2 separate regions of the Mus musculus genome follow, and region 2 is linked to region 1. A link is a contact called in public HiChIP or PLAC-seq data. All regions are on one chromosome and are shown on one strand. The core of a region is the stretch at or near the end of the contact, and the rest is flanking DNA. Distances in the headings are between cores, read along the strand shown.

Region 1 (5,598 bases), core at 1,891-4,390:
CCTTACCCTAAACTTTTCCAGCCCAGAGCCTGGGTTGCCCTTCCCCCAGCCGCCCTTTCCTATATAATCCAACCATTTTGGTTACCTCTCTCTCTTTTGAGACCCCCTTCTCCCTTCCTTATTTGTGTCTGACTCTATGCTCTCCCACATACCCACAATAAACCTTCTCTTCCACTTTAGGAATAGGCGTGGCCTTTCTTTTTTATTTCTTTCTTTCATTCAGTCAACTCATCTGTGGTTGTGTAAGTGAGCGGTTCTTCCTCGGTTTTACACAGTAAAAGAAGAAGCAAGGTTGCCACTTTAACGCTGCCTGTTAGTCTTTCCTCCTTTTTGGAAACATTTTTAGCATCTGCTACAAGTAAGGAGGGGCTCTAGATGTCTGGGATGTGCGGTGGTAAGCAGAAGGCCCAGAACCAATGTTGGTTCATTCTCACGAGGCCAGAAAGAGCAGACAGAAGCAAGATTGGTCACATGTCAGTGAGCTCAGGTTTTCAGGAATGAGTCAGGGCTTATGAAATGGGATCAAACATGAGGTGCAGGACTAGAACACCGGTGTGCTGCTTGGTAAAGTGACAGAGTGACGACCACAAGGATTCCCAAGACAGTGAGATCTGTGCAACCCAAAGGACATGGATGGCAGCTGATCATGAATGAAAAGCTCCTCTCTGGCAGTGTGTAAGGCCAGGTGAAGGAGAGCTAAGGGGCCTGTCTGGAGCAGAAGGAGGGACTGGTCAGGTGTGGGCAAAGTGTAGAAAGACTGATAATGTTGATGAAGACAAAGGCTTTAAAACCTTCTGGGTGACAATTCAAAGTCATCATTTTATGTCTGTACATCTGAGTGTTACAGATAGATACTGAAAACTTATTTTTGAATATTGATGCTATTTTTAGTGAACTCTGTTCTTCTTAATTTTGTATTTTCTTTTTCAAACAAAATTCCAGTCACCATCTATCAGGCGCCTTTTATACCTTCTAACCAGTCACAAGTGACAGTATGGAACCCATACATTCATTGGAGTAAGATGCCCATACCTAGGGTCCATACTTGGTGTCATGTCCATGAGAATCCTAATACTGCCTTTTGAGTAAATGATTGAGTTGTGTATGGTTATCATAGTAATAACCTCGAGCAGCAGACAATGAAATTAGTTCCATTGTAACATTTTCTTTACTTTTAACGTGTGTGTGTGTGTGTGTGTGTGTGTGTTGCCTGCATGCACATCTGAGCATCATGGGTGTGGCTGATACAAATACAACAGATCCCTGGAACCAACGTTATAGGCAGTTGTGAGCCACTCTGTGTGTGGTGGGAACAGAGCCAGGATTCTCTGCAAAAGCAAGTGCTCTGAATTACTGAGCCATCTCGCAGTCCTTTATTGTAACATCCTCAAACTTATATGACATTATGTCTTGTCCTTGCTCACCCTGCCCCACAACTCTACCCTGTCCCCTCTCTTGCTGGTCTCCTGTGCCCTCAAATACCCCCCTTCTGTTTCCAGGGTACATTTATTTGTTCAGTTTTTCTCTCTTGTTTCCAGTCTTCCCTTCCTTTGGGCACGTTCCCCGCACAGCTTCCCTTTCTACATTAATGCACATCCTGTAGTGTGAAGGCTCAGCATTGGACATGCTATGCTAAAACGCAAAGGGCTTTAATAACTGTGCTCTTTGGGTCATAAAGTCACCAAGTTCACCAGAATGTACTCAAGTCAACATGAAATCAGGTGGAGATGTTGGGAATATGTCCTTAAAAAGGTTCTTTTTTTTTTTTTTTTTTTTTTTTTGCTTTTAGTTTTCCTTTTTAAAAAAGAAAAGGATTATATGGAAACAGAGCATCCTCCCTCTTGAAGTTAGCTTCCTAAGTTAAGTGAACTAAGTTTACTAAAAGAACAAAGTTGAAGTTTGAAAAAAAAATCTCATCTATAATTCCGAAAAATGATAGTTACTAACAATTATATAACACGAGATACAATTCAAAGCACTATTTATATATGTCATTAATCCAGTATCTTAGATTTCTATGTTAAAAATACCATTACTCTCTCTACTTTGTAGATAAGTTAAAAAAAAAAAACACAGAGACCTAAAGGATTTACAGTTGGCCCAATAATCCATGGGTTCTACATGAAAGGTTTAGACAACCGTCTCAGAAATGTGAGGGGAAGCTGTGCCTTGCACCGAAAATGCGCAGGCCACCTTTCCTTATTATTATAGTCATATTAAACAAAACAAGAGAGCAAATGTTGACATCATATCTTACAAGTAACCTTGGGGTGATCACACACGGGAGGATGTATTTGCAAATGCATGTCACTTAGAGACTTGTGTCTGGGTTTTAGCATCTGCTGCAATTGAAGTATACACCCCCTATGGATACCTGGGAACGACATGGAATGTGCTAAGTATGAGGACACTGTCTAGATAGTGACCTATTCTATCTTTATAACAATCTCTCTTGGTGAGGAAAACTATGGCACAGGTAGATCTAACCAGATGGACCTGGGATTGAGCCCAGAATAGTCAGATCCAGAGCCCAGGCACTGGTGACTGTGATATCTTTTAGCTGTAATATCTGTGCCAACTTTATTCTGTAAGATGACACTTACTGTCCTAGTTTGCTTTCTGTTGTGGTGATAAAACACTGGCCAAAAACAGCTCAGGGAGGGAACGGCTTACTTCATCTTACAGGTTACAGTCCATTCTGGAGTGAACCCTAACAGGATCCTGGATGGAGGCACTAAAGCAGAGAGCACAGAGAAACACTGCTTACTGGCTGGTTTCCTCTGGCTTACTCAGTGAGCTTCCTAATTAAAGAAAGAAAGAAAGAAAGAGAGGGGGGAAAGGAAGGAAGGAAGGAAGGAAGGAAGGAAGGAAGGAAGGAAGGAAGGAAGGAAGAAGAAAGGGAGAGAGAGAGAGAGAGAAAGAAAGAGAGAGAGAGAGAGAAAGAGAGAGAGAGAGAGAGAGAGAGAGAGAGAGAGAGAGAGAGAGAGAGAGAGAGAAAGGGAGAAAGAAAGAAAGGGAGAAAAAAAGAAAAAGAAACAAAAAAACAGGTTCGCCTGCCCAGGAATGGATCTCCACAGTAGGCTACACCTTCAAATGCCTATCAATAAGCAAATGCCCCACACAATGCCCACAGGCCAATCTGATGCAGGTAATTCCTCCATGGAGGCTTCCTTTTCTCAGGTGAAGTGGTTTGAATAAGAATGGCCTTCAGGGATTCAAAGACTTGAATGTTTTGTAACCTGGGAGTGGCACTCTAGGGAGATTATGGCCTTATTGGAATAGGTGTGGCCTTGTAAATGGAAGTGTGTCAATGGGGGGTGGGCTTCATGCTTTCAGAAGCTCAAGCCAGGCCCACTGGTTCTCTTTTTCTGCTGCCTACCAATCCAGAAGTAGAACCCTCAGCTCTTACTTCATCATCATGTCTGCCTGCTTACCGTCATGCTTCCTGCCATGACAATAAAGGACTAGACCTCTGAACATGTAAGCCAGCCCCAATGAAATGTCCTTCATAAGAGGTGCCTTGATCATGGAGTCTCTTAGCAACAATGGAAACCCTAAGTAAGATACCAGGTGACTCTGGGTTGTATTAAGTTGACAGATGGCACTAACTGTGACTCTTACCAAATGAGATCTCAACAAAGCCACAAGTCCCTCAGGAAAAGAGTGGGAACCATCCTGTGTACACTGCAATCATTTATTAAATGAGCACTTTCACATACTGGCCAGCAAAGATAGCATGAAACTTACAACACTTTTTGTTTGTACTTTCTCCAATAAAATTCTCTACTGGAACTTTCCAATCACCTTAAGCCTACCTGAATTCCTGTGTTAGTATATGTCTGTGCTTGTTTTTCTGTCTTGCTTGGCTTAGACCCAGGTATAGAACCCTATGCTGATAAATTCCAAATGCAAATACCTTGTAGAACGTGAGTCTATTTCCTACCTCAGTTTTTAGCAGTAATTAGATAACTGGGGGAGGGGGCGGGGGCGGGGGCGGGGGGAGCACCTAGGTACATGTTTACCTCAGTATTACCATAACTGAGAGGAAAGAATTTACCTCACGATCTTACTTGCGTGCTGTTCTTTGGTTTGACATATGTATGGAGAGGGTGTTTATCTTGACAGTCTGTTCCTGAACCTGAACTACATCATTTGTTTTTATGATAATGGTCACATTAACCACCAGGACTTGTTTCCTAATGAGTCTGTTCTCTCCACTGGGAATGCCACGTTCGAATACCAGTAACAAGAATGCAAATGTTCTGTCAACCCAACTTGGAAATGAAGGCTGTTCCAAGCAGCTTTTTTTCCACCATCCTGAGTAGAGAGATGCAGACAACAGATGCAGAACATGTTATGACCTCTGACCTCTGTGTCAAAGGTCATGGGCTCCAAAGCAAGAGATAAGACCCCTGTGGTCATGGAAATCACAAAGACACATTTCAAATTAAGACCCAGCTCTACTTTTTTGAGCTCACAGTGGTTAAATTGGTCAGAGGTATATGCAAAGGAAAAACGTCTAATCAACAGACAAGACTACAAAATCTGAAAATAAATTCAGTGGTTGAAAAAAGCAATTGAAATACCCACCTTCCCATGGTGCCATGGCGTTTTAAGCAATCGAGGTGAGGCATTTTTTGTCAGAGCATCCCACTATTTAGAAAGGAAATCAAAGCAAAGTAGCAAATCGCTAACAGCTCTACTAATATTTCTTGTTCTTTTGAAAATATGTCTTGGAGACAACCCATGAAAGTCAAAACCACAGAGTGACCGGTTCACAATAATTTAAGACATCATTCTGTCAGCATCCACAGCCTAGGATGAATCCTGTATCTCTGTCTAAATCAGCTCTATAGAAAAAACGAAATCTACCTTGACTCGATTTTTTTTTTTGGCTGTTTCTCTTTTAGAGTTGCCCAGTGTTTATTATAATAAGAGTCTCACAAATGTTTTTAGTCATAGGAGTGTATGTTATAAAAACACAATCTTCCAGGTCATTCAGCACCACACACTAAGACAAATTCTGCTCAAAATACATTCTATACTGTATTACTCCAAGATTCACTGGGCTCCTAAATTCCTTTCTAGAATGTTCGTGAGTTTAAGACTTCTGTGAACTTAGTTATCTTCTGCATAGATACCAGGAAAATTCCCATGAATAGAACCTCCCCTTGTAACAAAGAACAACTGGCCTCTTCCTGGATACAAAGGCTTTAAATGTTTTCTGATACTGAGCAGAAATGTAGGTGAAAGAGTTAAGCCCAATAGGGAAAAAAAAAAAAGAAGTATCAGCCTTAAAATACAAAGCAAACAGAAAGGATGCTGGCGTGTGGCAGCTCCAATATAGCTAGTCTGTACCATTTAGTGAACATGTCATCCCTATGTGTGGGGAGGAGACAAGTAGTCAATGGGAAGAAAAATTATTGATCTACTAACAACTTTAATACAACCTTGAAATAAATTCTGTCCCAAACCCAGAAGCCTGATTTAGAATAATGCTTAAATTACCGACTTTCAGGCAAAACAAAAATCCTACCCTTAGGCAATTATCAGCAGGATCCTTCATTTGAAGTCTTTCAGGCTGTTCAAGGGAGACCC
Region 2 (5,505 bases), core at 2,498-4,997, 190 kb before region 1:
GTTATGAAAGGAATATGTACTGTCATTTTTATGATTTCTGGCACAAATTCTACGTGAATTGAAAGTAGAAGCAGGATCAGGCTATATTATAACTACAAATGAATACTCTGGTATTGAGCTCATGAGTCTGCTAGAAAACTAGAAAGATAGACTGGTGTGTGTGTGTGTGTGTGTGTGTGTGTGTGTGTGTGTGTGTGTGTGAATATGTGTATAGTATATGTATGTGTTTAGGTATGTGTGTGTGTGTGTAGTATATGTATGTGTGTATGTATGTATGTATAATATAGTTCTAGGGGTTACAGTCAGCTTACATATAAAACAATGCTAACATACATGACCCCCTTGCATTATGAAAAGGTAATCCCAAGTTTTGCTTTATTAAAAGATGATATACTTTTTTAACGTGCCAAATGTTTATGGCAAAGGTGACACTGAAATGCAGTGAAGCGAAGATGGTGATTTTAAAAAAAAGAAAGTAGTAAATGAATTGCAATATCAAATTAGAGAAGAAAGATGCCAAACATGTTTGGCAACACAACCAAAAGTCAATGTCAAAGAGAAGCAAATATAAATATAAGACATAAAACAATAAAGGTCTCAGAAGAAAACATCTGACTATGACTATAGACTGGGCATGGAATTTCTAATCAGTACAAAAAGGTACTCACAAAATTCAAAAAGCAAGCAATTCATGTCTGTTTAAAAAGTTAGCATTAGGAGGTCTGGAAAGACAGCAGTATCTTGGTGGGAGAGAGGCTCTGGATTCACTCTTCAGTGGAAAAGTTGGAGAGACGCTGACAAAAGATGAGGTTGAAAAAAATCAGTAAACAGGAAAAGATGATATTCACTGCAACTACTCTTATAACTAGCTCCATAAGGGAGTCAAACCAGAATACACACACTTGAAAAGCAACCTTTAAGAAGAGACACAGACCCCATAATCAGCATCCAAACGCTGACACCATTGCATACACTAGCAAGATTTTATCGAAAGGACCCAGATGTAGCTGTCTCTTGTGAGACTATGCTGGGGCCTAGCAAACACAGAAGTGGATGCTCACAGTCAGCTAATGGATGGATCACAGGGCTTCCAATGGAGGAGCTAGAGAAAGTACCCAAGGAGCTAAAGGGATCTGCAACCCTATAGGTGGAACAACATTATGAACTAACCAGTACCCCGAAGCCCTTGACTCTAGCTGCATATGTATCAAAAGATGGCTTAGTCGGCCATCACTGGAAAGAGAGGCCCATTGGACACGCAAACTTTATATACCCCAGTACAGGGGAACGCCAGGGCCAAAAAGGGGGAGTGGGTGGATAGGGGAGTGGGGGTGGGTGGGTATGGGGGACTTGTGGTATAGCATTGGAAATGTAAATGAGCTAAATACCTAATAAAAAATGGAAAAAAAAAAAAAGAAGAGACACAGGCCATTCATGTCGCAGGTGGCCCATGCCTTTAATCCCAGCATCCAGGAGGCAGAGGCAGGTGGATCTCTGTGAGTTCAAGGCCAACCTGCTCTACATTGTGAGTACACCCTGATGGCTCCTAGAGTAAATTTGACTGGATCTTCAGGACAGCTAAGGCTATGTAAAGAGAGACCCTGCCTCAAAAAAGAAAAAAATGGACAGAAGGAAAACAGGAAGGAGGGAGGGGGATAGAAAGGGAGGAAAGGGAAGGAAGAGAGAGAGAGAGCGCAAGAAGGAAAGAAAGGAAGGAAAGCAAGCAAGAAAGGAAAGAAGGAAGGAGGGACTGATGGAGAAGAAATGGGAAAAAGGGAAAGAAAAAGAAAGAGAGAAAGAAAAGAAACACAGGCCAATAAAAAAAAATAAGCAAAAACTTAAGCAGCCACTTCTCAAAAAGGAAACAGAACAAATAATAAGCAGGTGTTCATTGTCACTAGTCACCAGAAAAATGCAAAATATGCCACAGTGCAATACATCCATTGCTGCACAAGAATGGATAATAGGAAAAGAATGGAGAAATCACATGCGTTGCCAATGTAAGAAATATCAGATATGAGACTTTTCATCAAATACTATAAGACATGTATCTAGGACAAGGAATTAAGTTCTTTCTAGTTCCCTCACCTGTAAGACCTTTATGCTAATGTTTTAATTTTCTCTACCCAGTAAAACCTTTATTTATATACAGGTCCTCTGCTCTAGTCCAGGAATTTGATGTCCTGGAACAGTGGTCCCTTCCCCTTTCATTTTCTGTGCACCAGTTTGTTTGTTTTTGTTTTTTTGTTTTTTTGTTTGTTTGTTTGTTTGTTTGTTTTTCAGACTAGCCATCTGAGTAAGACTGTAAGGCCCCCAGCCATGGGAAAAAGACACAGCCTCCCCTAGAATTAGAATAAAAACCAAAGGTGCTTTTTGTATGTGTTCACTCTTCTGAGCACACCCTCTTGCTCAAGGGTTTTGCCTTGTCCAAACCCTTCATGTGGAGGGGTAGTCTCATTCTTTGTAACCTGGCACATATTTCTAAGAAGAATGAAGAAGATTTTTTTTTAATTTGGAAATTTGCTTAGGAATATTTATAACATTTGAAAACCATTACATTCTCCAGTCCAGGTGAATATGTACATAAATATTCAACAACATTCTGTCATGCTTTCCATACTATTCCAAACTGGAAATACCACAAATAGCCATGAACAGTAGAGTTTCCCAGTGAATTGGAAAAAACAAACAAAAAATAAAAACTTAGAAAATGGAATATCAAACGAAATTATAGCAAAGCTTCAGTCTGAACAAGATGGCTGAAACTCACATGTAGTGAATAAAAAAAATACACAAACAAAAAATGAGGACAGTGTGATTTTTATATATGAGACCTACTCGGTAGGACTCCAGAGGATTAGAGAACAGACTACCTATGATGGCATTGACAATCTGGTTTATTTAGTTACATAGGGCTGTTCAGACGTGGACAAACTAAAAGGCTAAAACTGAGTCCAAGAGTCTCTCTTAGGTCAATGGTTAAGAGCACTGGCTCCTCTTCCAGAGGACCTGGGTTCAATTCCCAGAACCATATGGCAGCTCACAACTGTCTGTAACTCCATTTCCAGAGAGGCTCTGCCAGTGCCTGACAAATACAAAAGTGGATGCTCATAGCATTCCATTGGACAGAGCAAAGGGTTCCCCGTGAAGGAGCTAAAGAAAGTACCCAAGGAGCTGAAGGGGTTTGCAGCCTTATAGGAGGAACAACAATATGAACTAACCAGTACCCCACCCCACCCCCAAGCTCCCTGGGACTAAATCACCAACCAAAGAAAACACATGGTGGGACTCATGGCTCTAGCTGTATATGTAGCAATGGGAGGAGAGGTCCTTAGTCCTGTGAAGGCGCGATGCCCCAGTATAATGGAATGCCAGGGCCAGGAAGCGGGAGTGAGTGGGTTGGGGAGCAGTGGGAGGGGAAACCAGGAAAGGGGATAACATTTGAAATGTAAATAACGAAAATATCTAATAAAAAAAAAAAAAAAAAAAAAAAAAAAAAAAAAAAAAAACACCAAAAAAACTGAGTCCAAATAGAAGGCTCATCAAGTTGAGTTCAATCCCTGGGACCCACACGTTGGAAGATAAGATTTCTACAAGTTCTCTGACCTGCACATGTACCACTGCACACACATGCAGGTATGCAATGAGTCCCATACCTTTTAAACCGAGAAGGACTCAGCTCCTCTCGCTCCGCCCTTTCCCAAATGTGAACATACTGAGGCCTGAGAACAGGAAGCCTCACGGGCTGGGACAGCAGACTTCCGGAAGCGCCCTTAGCCCCGCCCCTTCCGCCCGTAGGCCTTCCCGCCACCGGTCTCTGCTCGGCCTGGCCCGCTGAGGTCCATTGCCAAGGCAACGACGCCAGGATGAACATCCGCAATGCCCGGCCCGACGACCTGATGAACATGCAGCACTGCAACCTGCTCTGCCTGCCGGAGAACTACCAGATGAAGTACTACTTCTACCATGGCCTGTCGTGGCCCCAGCTCTCCTACATCGCCGAGGATGAGGACGGCAAGATCGTGGGCTATGTCCTGGCCAAGATGGAGGAGGACCCCGATGATGTTCCCCACGGGCACATCACCTCGCTGGCCGTCAAGCGCTCACACCGGCGCCTCGGCCTGGCCCAGAAGCTCATGGACCAGGCCTCACGGGCGATGATCGAGAACTTCGGCGCCAAGTACGTGTCCCTGCACGTCAGGAAGAGCAACAGGGCGGCCCTGCACCTGTATTCTAACACCCTCAACTTCCAGGTCAGTGAGGTGGAACCCAAGTACTATGCTGATGGTGAAGATGCTTACGCCATGAAGCGGGATCTCTCTCAGATGACTGATGAGCTGAGAAGGCAGCTGGTGCTGAAGAAGAACAGATATGTGGTTCTGGGCTCCGAGGAGACCCAGGGCGGCACACTTCCTGATGCTGGGGAGGCCTGCCTGCCCAAGAACCCCACAAGCAAAGACAGTGGCAGCAGTGACAGCACTGATGTCCAGGACAGCTCAGAGGACTTGGATTCCATCTCCTAGAGCATTTCCTGAGGTATTCTCTTCCTTGGCCCCGCCTCCTCTGTACCCCTTTGAGTCATAGCTTGGCCTGCCCAGTCCCATCTTGTCCCACCCTTTTGTACTTGTGCTAGGTTTCTTCCTGAATGCAGTGAAGGTGTCCACAGTGTTACCCTTGCCGCATTCTTGCTAAAAGGAAGATTTCTTGTTGAAATCCAACAAGTGTTTCTTTTTATAGAAAATAGGATGTGTTGAACGATAGACTATGCAGCCAGCGAAATGCAGAATGGGAATGAAGGGCAATAGGAAATTTGACAGAAGAATGTCCTGGCCTCTCCAGAAAAGAAGTAGTATTTTAAAGAGTATGGGCAGCTGGGGGTGTAGCTCAGTGGTCCTGCTCCTGCTTAGCATGCTGGATTTGGCTATCACTACCACCAAAACAAGCACAAGAATTTTCTAGTAAACTAAAGATAATAGCAACCAAACAACCATGGGGGGGGGGGGTACTGTTGCAATCTTCATTCAAACAAACCAAGACGACATTCTCTAGTCACCCAGTCAAAATTGGGACGTGGACTCTATTCTATTAAGTGTGTTAAATGTAAAATGAAGTAATTATCCTACAAAAATACTTTTTTTTAAGTCAGATTAACTAATATGATGGGTAGAATTTGAATTAATATACACCAGCAAAAATAAAGGGACAAAAAGCAGTTCTGATGAGGAATTCAAATAAGATAAACAGCCTAAAAGGGGAAGGGTTGCAGTGGGGCGCTGAGGCGTGTTTATCTAGCCTGTGAATGGCCCTGGGTTTGATCGTAAGGACTGCAGAAAAGGTCTAAAAATAAAATAAGAACGTCAGCCTTGTAAAAACTGTTGAAGGCGAGAAATGTCTCCTCGTGGGTTCCTTATGCTGTCTTTTCACTCTGGGATTTGTGAAAATTTACACAAAAACTTAGAGCAAAGTATTATACTTGCTAAAAACATTCTAAGAAGCCACTAATGC

The links. HiChIP or PLAC-seq counts read pairs in DNA pulled down with a chosen protein or histone mark.
Region 2: an H3K27ac HiChIP or PLAC-seq map of embryonic stem cells shows a contact between it and region 1, with 5 read pairs. The contact joins the promoter of 4930467D21Rik here to the enhancer-like site in region 1. A contact is called at or near these places in 3 of 484 Hi-C or Micro-C datasets (bone marrow-derived macrophages, cerebellar granule neurons and cerebellum), 4 of 115 datasets of contacts at active chromatin or transcription factors (all in embryonic stem cells) and 4 of 9 other capture datasets (adipose tissue, embryonic stem cells, liver and 1 more).

Annotation. Positions count from the first base shown.
Region 1 is chr5:97,201,518-97,207,115 of GRCm38.p6, reverse strand. No RefSeq gene overlaps it. Among named protein-coding and RNA genes, the nearest start is that of Gm33609, 73 kb to the right of the region's middle. Within about 2 kb of position 3,140, at least 8 of the 459 cell types and tissues checked have an H3K27ac peak or open chromatin away from gene starts, as enhancers often do. A contact at or near this core is called in cerebellar granule neurons, cerebellum and embryonic stem cells, where this site is marked.
Region 2 is chr5:97,390,659-97,396,163 of GRCm38.p6, reverse strand. 4930467D21Rik (RIKEN cDNA 4930467D21 gene) reads right to left here and starts at 3,747. Exons shown (of 8, transcript NR_045981.1): 1 at 3,657-3,747; 2 at 669-794. Naa11 (N(alpha)-acetyltransferase 11, NatA catalytic subunit) reads left to right here and starts at 3,834. Exons shown (of 2, transcript NM_001033191.2): 1 at 3,834-4,536. The coding sequence starts at 3,867. The coding sequence ends at 4,523.